2 separate regions of the Anser cygnoides genome follow, and region 1 is linked to region 2. The links are chromatin contacts, called in public Hi-C maps. All regions are on one chromosome and are shown on one strand. The core of a region is the stretch at or near the end of the contact, and the rest is flanking DNA. Distances in the headings are between cores, read along the strand shown. Region 1 holds the start of ULK2 (unc-51 like autophagy activating kinase 2). Region 2 holds the start of UBC (ubiquitin C).

Region 1 (7,021 bases), core at 3,762-6,261, 270 kb before region 2:
AAATGTGTTTCTAAATTACTTTTAGGTGAAGAAATAAACAAGTGTATAGCTCTGTCCTTTCTTCTCTTGTGGATGTTCTGTATAGAAATAATAAGAAACGAGAGCTGCTCCAAAGCTTCAATTTAGAAGTTGATGTTAAATCATCACAATACATTATATCTGGTCAACTACCTTCAAGTGGAGCTGCAAAGCTTAATAAGTAATCTTCACATGAAACAACTGTAAATGATAAATCCAAAATTCAGCTGCTTACTCACACGCCAACATCCTCCGTCAACAACTCCAGTTTCTTTTAAGGTGTGCATATACACTAAATTCAGGATGCTGACAGATTATTTCCATTTAGTATTACTGAGGAAAGCCTGGTCTCTTTGAGAGACTGCACTTTCCCTTTCAGAGCAACTAATATCATTCAAAATGCAGAGTTCTGAAGTCAGGACACGAAAAGGGAAAGGAAAGACCTCAGGAAAGAGTGTACACATCCAAATGGGAAGTTTTGAAGCATAATCTGTTATTACTTGAAACCATCACTTTGTATCATAGGTCAACAGAAGCCGATACATGTCCTGCAGTGCTAAACACAATAAAACCTGACTTTGCCTGGCATATATCCTCTGAACACAGATTTCTGTAGCTACACAAGATACACATCTACACGTAAGCTGAAAACCTTTTAGGATGCAAACATGTAAAGACAAAATAGTTGAATACTGTAAAAATTTCTATTTTGTACTGCTTTATCTATGCAACGCCCCAAGGGTGGCTCTTAATAATTTTATTCATAAACGTAATTCTGTATTTAAGATTAGAATTGAAGCCAGGAGACAAATGTATAGTTCTTATTCAAGTCGAACAAATGGCTGCACACCTTACATCATCTCATATTTAGCCATTACTCAACACTTGCAGGCCTTACAATACAAAAAATGTACTTCCTGCTAAGTAGAATGCACTACTCTGGATAGGCTAGAAAAGAAACACCTTCACCTTGTCAGGCAGAATCCTGGGAATAAAAAGAGGAAGACAACTTGGAGCCACCTAATCCTCATTTCTCCTAATCAAAAAGATCCAAATGTCTAGTTGGCTTTTATACTTCATCCCCCTCATTGGAACACAGGTATGTAACAGCAACATACACGTGATGGTGATCTGCTTCCCTCAGTTCTCCCTCACCATGATACAGGGCTATACAATATATGTCTTTGCCACAGATGCCTCAAAAACACTGCTCCTTTTCTACAACAGTATTTTCAGTTATGTTGACTTCTTAATGTCACTTTGCTTCATCCTTTCAGATCAACTCCTACTAGCACATTTTCCTTTGGGTGTAATCAGTCATTAACCGCAAACATCCACTTTCCAATTAAATTAGAGGGCCAAAGAAACAATGCTAATTCAGGAGAATAGTTACTGCCACTGATACAGCTCCCAGCCCAGCCAGCTGATGCTTCTCTCTGGAGACAGGACCAGACTACACAAACAGTCTCTGCAGAGATTATCAGGCTTCCATTTGCTCCCGTGCCTGGAACTAAACCGGATTCCTCACACCTTTCTACCCCAAAAAGAGACAATATAAAATAAGTGTGTAATGTGTTGAATATGAAAACATCCCCCCGCCACTGCCAGGAAAATGGATTTCTTTTTCTAAATACTGCATTGATTACAGAAAAAAAATATGGCTACTTTGATCTACTTGATATTTATAGGCATTATATTTTAATAAATAAAATTTAAAGAAAAAGGCATCAAGGTATATTTTTACCTGGACATCATACAGAGCTACAATGTTCTCATGCTGAAGTTCCTGTAAAACAAAATATTTACATTATGGCAATAGCCTGATATTATTTTAAATTTAATATACCAGGTGATAATAAAAGATAACCAAGTTTTACAAAGAAAGGTAGTATATTTTTTAGACCATTCAATGGAATTTGGAGGAAATCCCAGCTATTTAATCTACATATTACACCGATAGAAAATTAGACAGTATCTTCAGAGGTCAAAAAACATCTGGTTCAAGAATATATTTTCTACATCTTGTTATAGAAAATATTACAACACACGATCCTTTAACAAATACTGAAAACTGACTAAATTTAATTATAGTCTCAAACAATTTCTTGTTTAGGGGAGTAACCAACTATGCTATTTTCAAGCCAACCTTCTTATTTTACAATAAAGTGGAAAACAAGCCAAATAACATCAACTACAACTTGCACGACAACTCATGCAATTATTTGTAACTGTTCAAAACAAAAGCAACTCTTTGCTGAGCACTTGCAGCACACAGACCCAATGCTGCAATTTCTAGTGTATAATATATAAACTAGAATATATACTCGCATATAAAATAGAAATATATCAAGAAAGTTGGAAACAGCACTAAACTTGACAGCAGCATTGATTATTACTGCAAAGGTACATCAGATGAGATGCAGTGAAGTTCAGAGAGCAGAGAGTGCTAAGACACTATCCCAGCAGACATTTCTATAAAACAGCACTGAAGAACTAAATGATGCTCTATTTCCTTCATTAAAGCCACAGTACACTTTTGAAGTGAATTAACTCTGAAGTGGGAAGTCTGCCCCAGGAATCATATTCAGCATGCCAATTTTAGTTTTCGAGGCATCTTTGAGGAGGAAAAAAAAAACAAACCAAAAAGGATCAAGGACCTGTATTTTTACCCTCTGCTGTGACTGTACAGCTTGGGAAAGGTGGTGCAACACTAGGCATCCTGAAGGACAAAGCTTTCTGCATGTGCAATAAAAGCACATACTGGTTCTACAACAGTTTTTCACTTGTAACAACAAAAACATGCCCTTAACCTGTTCCAAGAGCATTTCCAGAACTAAAAGAAGTATCTCTTTTTTTTTTTGTTTTCTTAGTTCTGTATTTCTTCTGGAACTAATAAAGATGCAAAAGGCGTAGCAACAATTACTGTGATACTGCACATGACCCAGAATGAACTGCGTCAAAAGTCTCTTTTCCTTTTCAAGTAAAGCAGCTTTAAAAATCACTGCAATTAACATACCTTTAAGATTTTTATTTCTTTTCCAAGCAGGATTTGTGACTTTGACAAGTTCTTTTTGTTAATACTCTTTATGGCTACTTCCCAATCCGTTTTCTGCAAACAACCAAAAAAGTATTGTCAGTTTAACATATATATGTATTTTTTTTTAACTTTATCCACTAACAAGTATCTAGTGAAGCACAAGAGAAAGAGCAGCAAGATCACCCCTACTCTACCCACCGGTGATTACTACATCACATGACACCATTAAGAACTATTTCATTCCACAACAGTGCAGGCAGCTATTAAAATCCAGCTGCAGCTAGACTGCATTTTCATGGATTTAAAAGCATTAAAAAAAATTATTACAACGAAAATAATCATATCGCATTCGTTTTTCAGTCCCATCCCAATGATGAAGTCACTTTTATTCTCTGTTAGACTTCCCAGTTTTGGCCTTCCTAAACTCCACAGCTGAAAACTGTATGAGCATTTGGTTTTTAAGTAAATATATAGTTTATTTATTGTATGTTTATATACTGCCTAAAAATAAATTGTCTTTGGCATCATCTCCATTGGCCTTCAAAGCTTCTAATGCCTTTTTTTTTTTTTTTTTAAACTCAAAAGTCTCTGTGCTGTGCCCTTCCAAGTTCTTCCCTGATGCTCCCACAGGGTCAGCGTGAAGACTTGCTTTCTGGAAAGCACAGCACTTCAGGCACCAGCCCCAGAATAAACTCTTGCAGCATCAAGAAACCATAACCCAACTACGAATATCCGGGGTGATCGGCGAGCCACTCCAGGAAACCAGACACCTCTGAATTTCAGAAATCTTCCTCCAGTCCCCCAGGAGACAATTTTCCACCGGGTCCCTCGCTCCCCAGCGAGATAAACATGCCCCTCCTGACAAACAAAGGGCTCGGCTCCCCTGCAGCTGCAACTCCCGGCTCGCCGTTATGTTAGGAAGCTACCAAACAGCAGGGAGGAGAGGTGAGAACAGGGCTTAGACGGGCTTTTCGTTGATGTTTTTATTAAACCATCATCACGATAATAAAAGAGAAATCGCTTGGCGAGGCCGGGTGACGGCGGCTCGCCTCAGGCCGCCGCAGGGCCCACCTCTGGGCCCCACCGCCCCCGGCCCGCTACCTCAGAGCCCACCCCGCACCTTTTTGTCTTTTTGTCTTTTTTTTTTTATTATTATTTTCCCTCCCCCCAACCCCAGAAGTCCCCGAAGGCCCCCGGTAGCTGTCACCCCCCGGCACGGGCTCCTCACAGCCGCGGCCCCACCGAGCGACCCCGGGCCGGCGGGGGTTGTGTAACCGGCTGCGGGCCGAGCCCGCCGCTGTGGTATTTACCTTGCGGTGGCGACCTTTGAAGACCACAGCAAAGGCTCCGTGTCCTATCAGGTCCTTCTTGCTGTACTCAAAGTCCCCCACCACCTCCATCATCCCTCAGGGGGGCATGAAGCCCCGGGAAGGGGTTGGGGGGGGGGGGGGGGTGGAAAACAAAGGGGCTCTTCCTCCAGCCGAGGCAGCTACAGCCGCCTCACGGCAGCCGGCGGCGGGCTGGGAGCCTGCCCCTCTCCTGGCTGCCCCCGGCGGCCGGGGCAGCTCCTCTCATCCCGCGGGGGCAGCCGCAGACCCCCCGGCCGGCGGGGCTGCTGCAGGGCGTCTCCGAGGCGAGGGGCTCCGTCAGGCATGGGGAGGGGAAGGGAGGCTCTCAGGGGCCGGCCGTGAGGGGACAGCTCGGCATCGGTGCCGGGACGCGGGGGGCTTGCTCAGCGGGGAAGGGGGCTCGGCGTCCTGCCGCTGCCCGCCCCCATGGCCCCGCCACAGCGGGGGCTGCCGGCGCCGCGGCCCCTCTCAGGGAGCGAGCCCCAGAGCATCCAGCGGGGCGAGGGGGGGAGGCGCGGCCCGCGGCTCCGAAGGGGGCTGGCGCTGTCTCCTCGTCCCCCGAGGGAGAGGAGCGAGCAGGGAGGGTGCAGATGGGGGGGGGGGGGGGGTCTTAAGCCGCCGCCACCGCCGCCTTCCGGGGCTCCCGCCGCTCAGCCAAGCGCCTCCTTTGCGATCCGCACCCCGCCAGCCCCGGCTCCGACTGCCCGCAGCTCCGCGCCTTTTATAGGCCGCATCGCGCAGGCCTCAGCGCTCGGCTTCTTCCGCCGGCGGCCAAAAAGTGCCTCACCCCGTTTAACCCGGCGGGAGCGCGAGGCGCGCACCCTCCGCCGCCATCTCCTCAGGAGCCCGGCGTCGCCTCAGGGCCCCGCCGCCATCACCTCAGGGCTCCGGCGGCGCCTCAGGGCCCCCCGCGCCCCCACACCCGGCGCTGGGGGAGCCACGGCCGCTGGGCACAGGCCCCCCATCCCCTCAGGGAACACCGGGGCCGCACACACGTCCTCGTCCCGGCACCTGGGGGAGACCAGGCTGAGGACAAACATGAATTTCAGCCCCTGCCTTCCCTAGGAAATCGCTTCTAACGCGAGCTGCGTTCCCCTTGGGCCACTTCCTCAGCCACCTCAGGCCTGCCTGAAATGAGGGACAAAGCTGAGGGGCCACCAGGAGAGGGGGGCCCTGCCCCCACCACAGATCGAGGCAGGGTGAGGAGCCACACTGTGAGGCAGCAGCAGAGGTAGGAACGCAGAGGTTAGCTCATCCCACCCAGCACCGCTGCCAGGATGGCGATACTGCTTACCCAGCACCTCAGGGCTCACCCTCAGCCCTGACCCTGCTCCATTAGTAAGCAAGATTCCACATCAGAAGAAACTTAAAGGAATGGAGAAGCAACTGAGGAACACACAGGCAAAATGCTAATACAGGTAAGTGCCCTAAGCCAAAGACACTTCTCATGTTGCTCGCTCTCTTCATGCAGAGAATGGCCACTCTTAATTTGCACCCTCTTCCCCCCAGCACTTCTAGATCAGCCTTGGGCAGTTTTCAGCAACAAATACAAACAAAAAAAACCACCCCCCTACAAAAACAAACAAAGAATCACACCATACACCAGTCACATGGAGACTTTGACCTTCACCTCCAGATCTACATAATTATGCTCCTTTCCTTTCCTCACTGTGCTCTTTCATTTCCTCTCTGCATTTTCCATCATGCCACCTCAGCATCCAGGTTTCACGTGTACGAGACGTTTCAGGCCACCCAAATATCCCCATCTGCCCCGGATCCCATTGGCACTCTGGTCACTACACACGGCAGCAGCAATGATTAACCCTCCTGGCTGTGTGCCGTCAAAGGGGCAGCTGGCAGCAGGCAGCTGCCAGACACAGCACTACTTGGGATTTGGGCACTTACAGACACCACAAGGTGCACTTTGTGATACTGTCGGGCCAGAGCTCAGATCGCCACACATCTGTACTGCTCCTTCTCTCTTGGGGTCTGCTTTCAGTGCTGCTAGATGAAAATAGTGACCTAGCAGAGAGTTACACAGTTGGCCCTCTCATTATTCTTTACTTATCTCCCTTCACTTTCTGTAACTCAAAACCAAGAACTACTAGAGTGGTGTGTCATGTCAAAAACTCCACAGCTAAAGACTTCTCCAAAGATAACACACCTGCATAAGAAATATTTAGCAAGAGATAAATGAGGGAATATTGACAGCTTTATGAAGGATATTTTAAGCTCTAAACATTACATAGAGGCATCAGAAGAATCCTAACACATCTATTTTGTGCCACAGAGAATTAAGAACTTTAAAAAATCCCTCAAGATCAAATTCACCCTTTATTTTCTGAAGTTCTGAGCACCTATGCAAAATTCCTTTGTGGCACTAACCTAAACAAAAAAACAAAGTGAAGCTGGCCAAGTAATTTCAGCAGCTCAGAACACCACCGTGGAAGGAATAAATGAGATGTAAAAATATTCTAAGTTAATCATAAATTAAGGTGTTGGTAGTAACACAAGCACTTTCTAGGATGTATTCACAATGCCCCTTTAAAACCAGGAAAAAGCCCACAAGTCTCAATGTGTTAAATATTCTGACTCACAAAATAATTTCCCTCAGAAC
Region 2 (7,365 bases), core at 2,748-5,247:
AGAATTTGTCCATTACGGACAGCTGGGCTATTAAGACACTCTGAAGTGTCTAAAGTGTAAAAAGCACAAAATCAAGAAAATATTAAAGAAAAGGGTATTGCAGGAAATCACTGAATTGACGGAAAGCATCTCTAATGATAGAAATAGCAATTGTTCTTTGAACTTAGGTTTCTGCTAGCACAGCTACAAACAGCAGTCAGGGAATCAAACGTTGCTAAAAAACTATCACCACTGTAACCAGCAATACTATGCTTAACTTAGTTACAATGGGTAGTTTAACTTTTTTCTTTCCCTATGATTGCATCCTTATTAAGAACACACTGCTAATACGGGAGCATTACTACACCACGCATCTCCAGTAGATGCTCATTAACGTTAAACTGAAAATTGAAATTTAAGTGGAACAAGCTAGGGCACTAAAGTGGACAAGAAAGTCTAGATGGTGCATAACACGAAGTACCAGTAAGGTACAAAGCGCATCAGCACAGCGCTGCACACACGGATACCAAAACTCAATTTGAACAGCTAAGCAGCTATCAAAATTCAGTAAAAACCTTGAAAGCCACAATCCTTACAACCTTGGGAAGGCTCCATGAAAGGGCACCTGAATAACCACACACACTTTTTAAGACCCACCACTATACATTGAACCTAACCAGTCTCAATGTCACCTTAAGTCTCCCAACACCCATTTGGATGGAAGATTCCTTGACACACCCCCATTGAAAAAGCATTTCTGTGCTAACTCCCTAGCTTTCAGCATAAAGTATGCTTTTGTAAAACGCTACTACTCAACCCAAGGAAACCCTCTTGTACCCAATACTTCACTTTTCAAGGAAACCATTTTCAGAGCTCAGTATATAGGCAGGCCTCCTAACTGCATGCAACGCGACAGTGCTTGCTGCAGTTAGTCCTTCCCCAAGCATACCAGATGAGTCAACAGTGTAACACCCCACCTCCATTTTATACAACTCCCTTTGAACAGGTTACTCCTGGAACAGACACAACACAGCTTCTCTCCATTAAAAAATGCCTAGCTAGCAACATCACCTACATAGCTTACACAAAGGTTAATGAAGTGTGACTTCACCTGAAGTCAGTGTCAGGCAACGTTATTTACTCAATTCTCAGAACAATTAACCCATTTAAAGATACTGCAGTTTACAAACTATGGTAAATCCACCCTACTGAATTGAGCTGTACAACCTTTGCTTGGTTTGGTAGCGGCTTTCTGGAGCCTTTAACAGAATGCAGTATCCTTCCTGGAAATAAACTGTGTTAAGTTCTAGGTAGAATTAATATAGTATTTCTGCTTAAATTAAGACTTTAATCCATGTATGTTTCAGCTACGATGTCATTACCCATGAAAAGAGGCTTAAACCACCATGGAAAAAAGCCAACATGAGCATGTCACTTAAATATGCTGGTTTTACTAGCTTAAACTGAGACAAGACTACAAATTGTGATGTGCAACAGAAAACTTTATTAGCATTACAACACACAGTTCAGCAGTTATTTAAGCTTGCATTAACTTTGCATTTAATTTAAGACATTAGAAGGACTACAGTGCAAACACAAGTGCTATCAGCAATCTCATCAAGCAAGATGCACAGTGGCTAACAGCCACCCCTCAGGCGCAGCACAAGGTGCAGGGTGGACTCCTTCTGGATGTTGTAGTCAGACAGGGTGCGCCCATCTTCCAGCTGCTTGCCAGCGAAGATCAGCCTCTGCTGGTCAGGAGGAATGCCTTCCTTGTCCTGGATCTTAGCCTTCACATTCTCAATGGTATCGCTGGGCTCAACCTCAAGGGTGATGGTCTCAGTCACACTCTGCAAGGGCACAAGGTGATGGATTCTTTCTGCAGACAGTCAGGCTTGCCAGCAAAGATCAGCCTCTCACCTTCCTTGTCCTGGATCTTGGCCTTCACATTCTCAATGGTATCGCTGGGCTCGATCAAGGGTGATGGTCTTGCCAGTCAGGGTCTTCACGAAGATCTGCATGCCACCTCTCAGGCGCAGCACAAGGTGCAGGGTGGATTCTTTCTGGATGTTGTAGTCAGACAGGGTGCGCCCGTCTTCCAGCTGCTTGCCAGCAAAGATCAGCCTCTGCTGGTCAGGAGGAATGCCTTCCTTGTCCTGGATCTTGGCCTTCACATTCTCAATGGTATCGCTGGGCTCAACCTCAAGGGTGATGGTCTTGCCAGTCAGGGTCTTCACAAAGATCTGCATGCCACCTCTCAGGCGCAGCACAAGGTGCAGGGTGGATTCTTTCTGGATGTTGTAGTCAGACAGGGTGCGCCCATCTTCCAGCTGCTTGCCAGCAAAGATCAGCCTCTGCTGGTCAGGAGGAATGCCTTCCTTGTCCTGGATCTTGGCCTTCACATTCTCAATGGTATCGCTGGGCTCGACCTCAAGGGTGATGGTCTTGCCAGTCAGGGTCTTCACAAAGATCTGCATGCCACCTCTCAGGCGCAGCACAAGGTGCAGGGTGGATTCTTTCTGGATGTTGTAGTCAGACAGGGTGCGCCCATCTTCCAGCTGCTTGCCAGCGAAGATCAGCCTCTGCTGGTCAGGAGGAATGCCTTCCTTGTCCTGGATCTTGGCCTTCACATTCTCAATGGTATCGCTGGGCTCGACCTCAAGGGTGATGGTCTTGCCAGTCAGGGTTTTCACAAAGATCTGCATGCCACCTCTCAGGCGCAGCACAAGGTGCAGGGTGGATTCTTTCTGGATGTTGTAGTCAGACAGGGTGCGCCCATCTTCCAGCTGCTTGCCAGCGAAGATCAGCCTCTGCTGGTCAGGAGGAATGCCTTCCTTGTCCTGGATCTTGGCCTTCACATTCTCAATGGTATCGCTGGGCTCGACCTCAAGGGTGATGGTCTTGCCAGTCAGGGTCTTCACAAAGATCTGCATGCCACCTCTCAGGCGCAGCACAAGGTGCAGGGTGGATTCTTTCTGGATGTTGTAGTCAGACAGGGTGCGCCCATCTTCCAGCTGCTTGCCAGCAAAGATCAGCCTCTGCTGGTCAGGAGGAATGCCTTCCTTGTCCTGGATCTTGGCCTTCACATTCTCAATGGTATCGCTGGGCTCGACCTCAAGGGTGATGGTCTTGCCAGTCAGGGTCTTCACAAAGATCTGCATGTTGAACTGCAAAACATACAGAAATTTCAGCCTTAAGTAGTCAGTAAAATGCAGTCTCAAAACTGTGATTTCTAAATACAACAACTTCTGCTGTTTTGCATTACATAAATAGCATTCAGAATTTTTCTATTTCATTATTGACCATATGAATTCTATAATCTTTCTCTAACTGCTGCTGTTAAAGTAACGATATTTTCTAACCGTCTATCTCTTCAGGACAGACCTCTGATGCTGTCTCCGGGCGAATGGCCCCCAGCTGCCAACCCCTTCCCCTCCCAGCCGCAGCAATGCGGCAGAGGAACCCAGCAGGGGCCGCAGCACCGCCCCGCGCCCTCCCGCGCAGCTGCTGCAGGGCTTCATGCGAACAACCCGTGACAGCAGCGCGGTGCCGCCGCCCGCTGCGGCCGTGACTCAGCGCCTGCTTCCGGCGCAGACGGCAGGCTCCGCCATTTTCCTTCAACTACTCCCTCTTCCTCACCGGGCGGTTACGCGGCCACCCCCCCACCCGTTTGTAACACCGTTCAGGCGTTTAGAGCCGCTCCCTACCTCACCGCCACCAACCAGAAATACCGCCCGACAATCCCCCGGCTCCACTTTCTGCCTCCCTGCCCACAAAAGCAAGGGTTTTCACCCCCCGATTCCCCCCCCCCCGACTCACGTCTCCGGCCCTGAGCGCTGCTCCCTCCAAACTCAGTTCCTTTTTCTCTCCAGCTGTGATCTGCGCGGTGACGCACCCCTGCCCGTATTTATGCAGTTCCTGTCAGGCAGGCCCCGCCCCCGAACGTTGACATGTCCATCCGCCTCTCAAAATAGTCCCAAGCAAAAGACCCCTGTTGATCGAAGCACCCGCCGTTGTCCCTCGGCCGTCCCCCTTATATTAGCGAGGGGGGTCCCGGGCTCTTCGCCTTAGGCCCCAGCCCCGCAAGAATCCCCAAATTTTTGGGAACGCGGATGGATCTGGAGGTGCGGTGAAGCGGCCACTGCAAGTAACGCAACGCTCGGCATTGATTGGTGCAGCAGTAAGAAAGGCGCGTGCTGATTGGCTGACCGGAATGGAGGGTGGGGGTGCTCGCAAGGAAAACTCTGGAAGATTCGAGCGCTGCCGAGTTCTGATTGGTGCGCGGTGAGGTCAGCCCTGTTGCTAGGGCGGCCCCTGTGGCGGGGGCAGATTTCGGTAGGGGCGGGGGAATGCGCATGCGCATAGGGGCTTGTGGGCTTGGGGTCCTCTTTTGGGGCCGGCTTTGTGGGGTCTGCCTCTGTGGGGTCGCCTCGCCTCCCCCAGCAGTGCCTAGGGCTTGGCAGGGAGAGGGGGAAGGTACCGTGGGAAGGGACGGGTTACCTCTGGTGTCAGCCTTCTGTTGGCCTCCAGAGTCCCCGCAGTACCTCGCTGGCCCTTTCCCTGAGGGACACAAAGCATTTCTGTCAGGGCCTGGCATAGTCCCATTGCGTGGGGCTGTGAGGGAAGGCCAGGGAGAGCAGAAATGTGTTAGAAATGCTGGAAAATGCTGGCACTTAGAAATCTGGCAAGTGTTTGTGTCTCCCGGTGCGTCACACGCTATGGGCTGAGTGTGCGCCCTGTCATGAGGCCACTTCCTGAGCTGCCCTTTGAGCCAGTTTTGGGCGGCTGATGGCTTTTTAACGCGAGGCTGCGAAGCAAGCCCTCTGATGAAATGCTGACGTTTGAAATTGAAATGGCTGTTTACTTGCCTTCAGAACAGGAAGCCTTGAACAGGTTATGGAATAACTTCCTGCTGCAAACTGATGTGGCGATGTGCTTCACGTTAATTAAAGCTCATTAGACCTTTCAGACTGGCTCATAACTCAATTTATATCATAACTGGAGTATGCAAAAACAAAAAAGGTTTTTGTGTTGTTTCATTTGCTGCTAGCTTCCTCAGTGAACCCAGATGAACTTTCTGGTAAATCCTCTACTCAGGAAGCAGGAGCATGCATGTGAATAGGCAGGATTTAATACAGAGCTGCGTGCTGTACTTCCATTAAAACAAACAAACAAAAAACCCTTGGTTTCTTCTAGCAAGGCTTGTGTCTGCTAGCACTTCCTGTTTTACAGTAAAAAGAAAATAAATCTTCCTAACAATTATTCACAATGTAGAGACAGGAAGGGAGGAAAACAGTAACTGGAAAATTCAGAGACTGTTCTGTGGCAATAACCAGCCTCTGGAATATTATTCAGCTACATAAACTTAGAGCAAATGGCAGACTTGAGCAATACTACATTTGTTTTTGTTATGCTGCCAGTTTTGCTTAGTGTTTCCAATAGGTTCTTTCTGTTTGCATAGTGCCAAGGTGGAAGATGTTTGATACAGAGCAGCCAAATAATACCTCGGAGCCTTGAGAGGAACTAAAAGTAATATTTACAATTGTGAAAGGCCACGTCTGCTAAACTGGAGATTAACCACAGGCTAATCTTAAAGCCTTGAACTGTGTTTGTGCACATCAGGCTTGCATTAAGGATTTCACTGTGTATTTCCAGAAAATACTGGAGCCCTTCCCTCCTCTGTTTTTTCTAAGTATGGCTCAAGCCTATGACTAAACTGCTTGTGAAAGCAGTTGTTTGTTTTCTGGTTAAATATTCAAATCAACAGATAAGAATAAAATCCCAGCAAGATGGCTCTACCACAGGCAGTTCTTTAAATACGTTGTTAACAACGGCTCCTGAAAGTCATTCGTCAAGGAAATGACATTACCCAAGGCAAGCACAGGCAGCAAAATGCTGCCATTGAATGTAGGCTCTGTTTAGAAAAAACAGTGGATTGTATTTGTCAGTTCCATGCAAAAAGCCTCGTTATTTTCCTCAGGTATCCCTCTGTCAAAAGAGATAAACAAAAGAGCTTGGCTTTGTCTGCACAACTCCAAGGCCTAGCAGAATTAAACTAATCTCCATAGGCTGCTGGCAAGCTACTCTATGCAAGCAATCGTTAGCATTTTTCAGCCTCCACTGATTGGATTTGTTTAATTCTCCTAACTATTAAGCTGGGATAGACATCTACATGCCTGTACAAACCCCACCTCTTTTGTTTCTGGGACAATACAGAGATCTTAAACATCTCTTTTCCTGTTCCTTGGCTTTTTCTCTGTGGTAAATCCATGTACACTGACAGATACACAATTCCTATCTGCACAGATTTGTTATTGTACTTTGATGATATTTTATCATCAGGCTGAAAGGTACTTTTTTTTTGAAGTCGTAATGCAATTTTTATACATTGCAGGCCAGATTCTGCCTCATTTTCACACATTATGTGTACAGAACAATCTCCCAAGCTGATAGTAACATTCTCATGACTTAATTTTACTGAATTTCAGCATTACCTCAGAATTTCTTCAGAAAATATTTTACTACCCAAGCTTGATACAGAGGAGACATGTTTGTTCTTAAATGGTGTACTGTTACTGTTGTGGTTATTCAAAGCACAAGTATTTAGCATATATACTGCCCTTCCTTCAGTAGTTCTAGATGAGTAAGAATCAGCAAGCAGCTGACTGTGGACTGCATATAAATAAAGGCAAACCTGAAAAAGCAGAAATCCGTATCTTGTGACTGGCCTGACTGCACAGGTGGTTCCAGCCTCTGCCAGGGTATGGGGCCTGCCTTTGGGGACACATATTTCTTGCTGAGTGGTTTCAAAAGTAGGTCACTGGGCAGTAGTATAAAATAACCTGCTTTCAGAAGAGAAGAACCTGGGGTCAGAGAAATGTTTCCAATGAATTTGTACATTCTAGAACACAATGTCTGTTTTTTATGTACACTCCTAGGTCTGTTTTTATGTACACTAATGCCCTAGCAACAGCATAGCATTTCGACGTGAGCAATGTCAAATGAAGCAATCTGTTTATCTTTAGCTACAAGGGTTTAACTTGGGACAGCCAGCAAATCAGAGGATTTGAGTAGGAGTAGCAAGTTCAGTACTTTTCCTTAGTTCGAATAAAAACAGGGCTATTTGCCACCAGGAAATACAACGTATTTTTCTACCTCATAATATTACTCATACCTACGTCAGGTCTCTTTCACTGCATATGACGCAGTATAATTATATTTACCTATTTATGCTTATGGAGATAAATATTTTCTCCCTAAACCTGTAACGCTGCAATAAGGCCCAGTCTGGTGAAGTTCCAGCCTTAAGGCAAATAGAGCTGTGGCATGTTACTGCTTGTCCTTGTACTGCCAAGCTCAAGGGTTACAAAAATAACGAGTCACAGA

The links. A called contact is a pair of places that touch in the nucleus more often than the background predicts.
Region 1: a contact with region 2 is called in a Hi-C map of liver, with 9 times the contacts expected there. The contact joins the promoter of ULK2 here to the promoter of UBC in region 2. A contact is called at or near these places in 2 of 7 Hi-C or Micro-C datasets (both in liver).

The regions. Positions count from the first base shown.
Region 1 is chr18:9,210,843-9,217,863 of Taihu_goose_T2T_genome, reverse strand. It overlaps ULK2 (unc-51 like autophagy activating kinase 2), which reads right to left and starts at 5,011. Exons shown (of 28, transcript XM_048074248.2): 1 at 4,366-5,011; 2 at 3,035-3,127; 3 at 1,763-1,804. The coding sequence starts at 4,458. It overlaps LOC136786614 (a long non-coding RNA gene), which reads left to right and starts at 5,168. Exons shown (of 3, transcript XR_010825785.1): 1 at 5,168-5,822.
Region 2 is chr18:8,936,828-8,944,192 of Taihu_goose_T2T_genome, reverse strand. UBC (ubiquitin C) reads right to left here and starts at 3,997. Exons shown (of 4, transcript XM_013196483.3): 1 at 3,799-3,997; 2 at 1,957-3,146; 3 at 1,852-1,955; 4 at 1,461-1,849. The coding sequence starts at 3,140. The coding sequence ends at 1,617.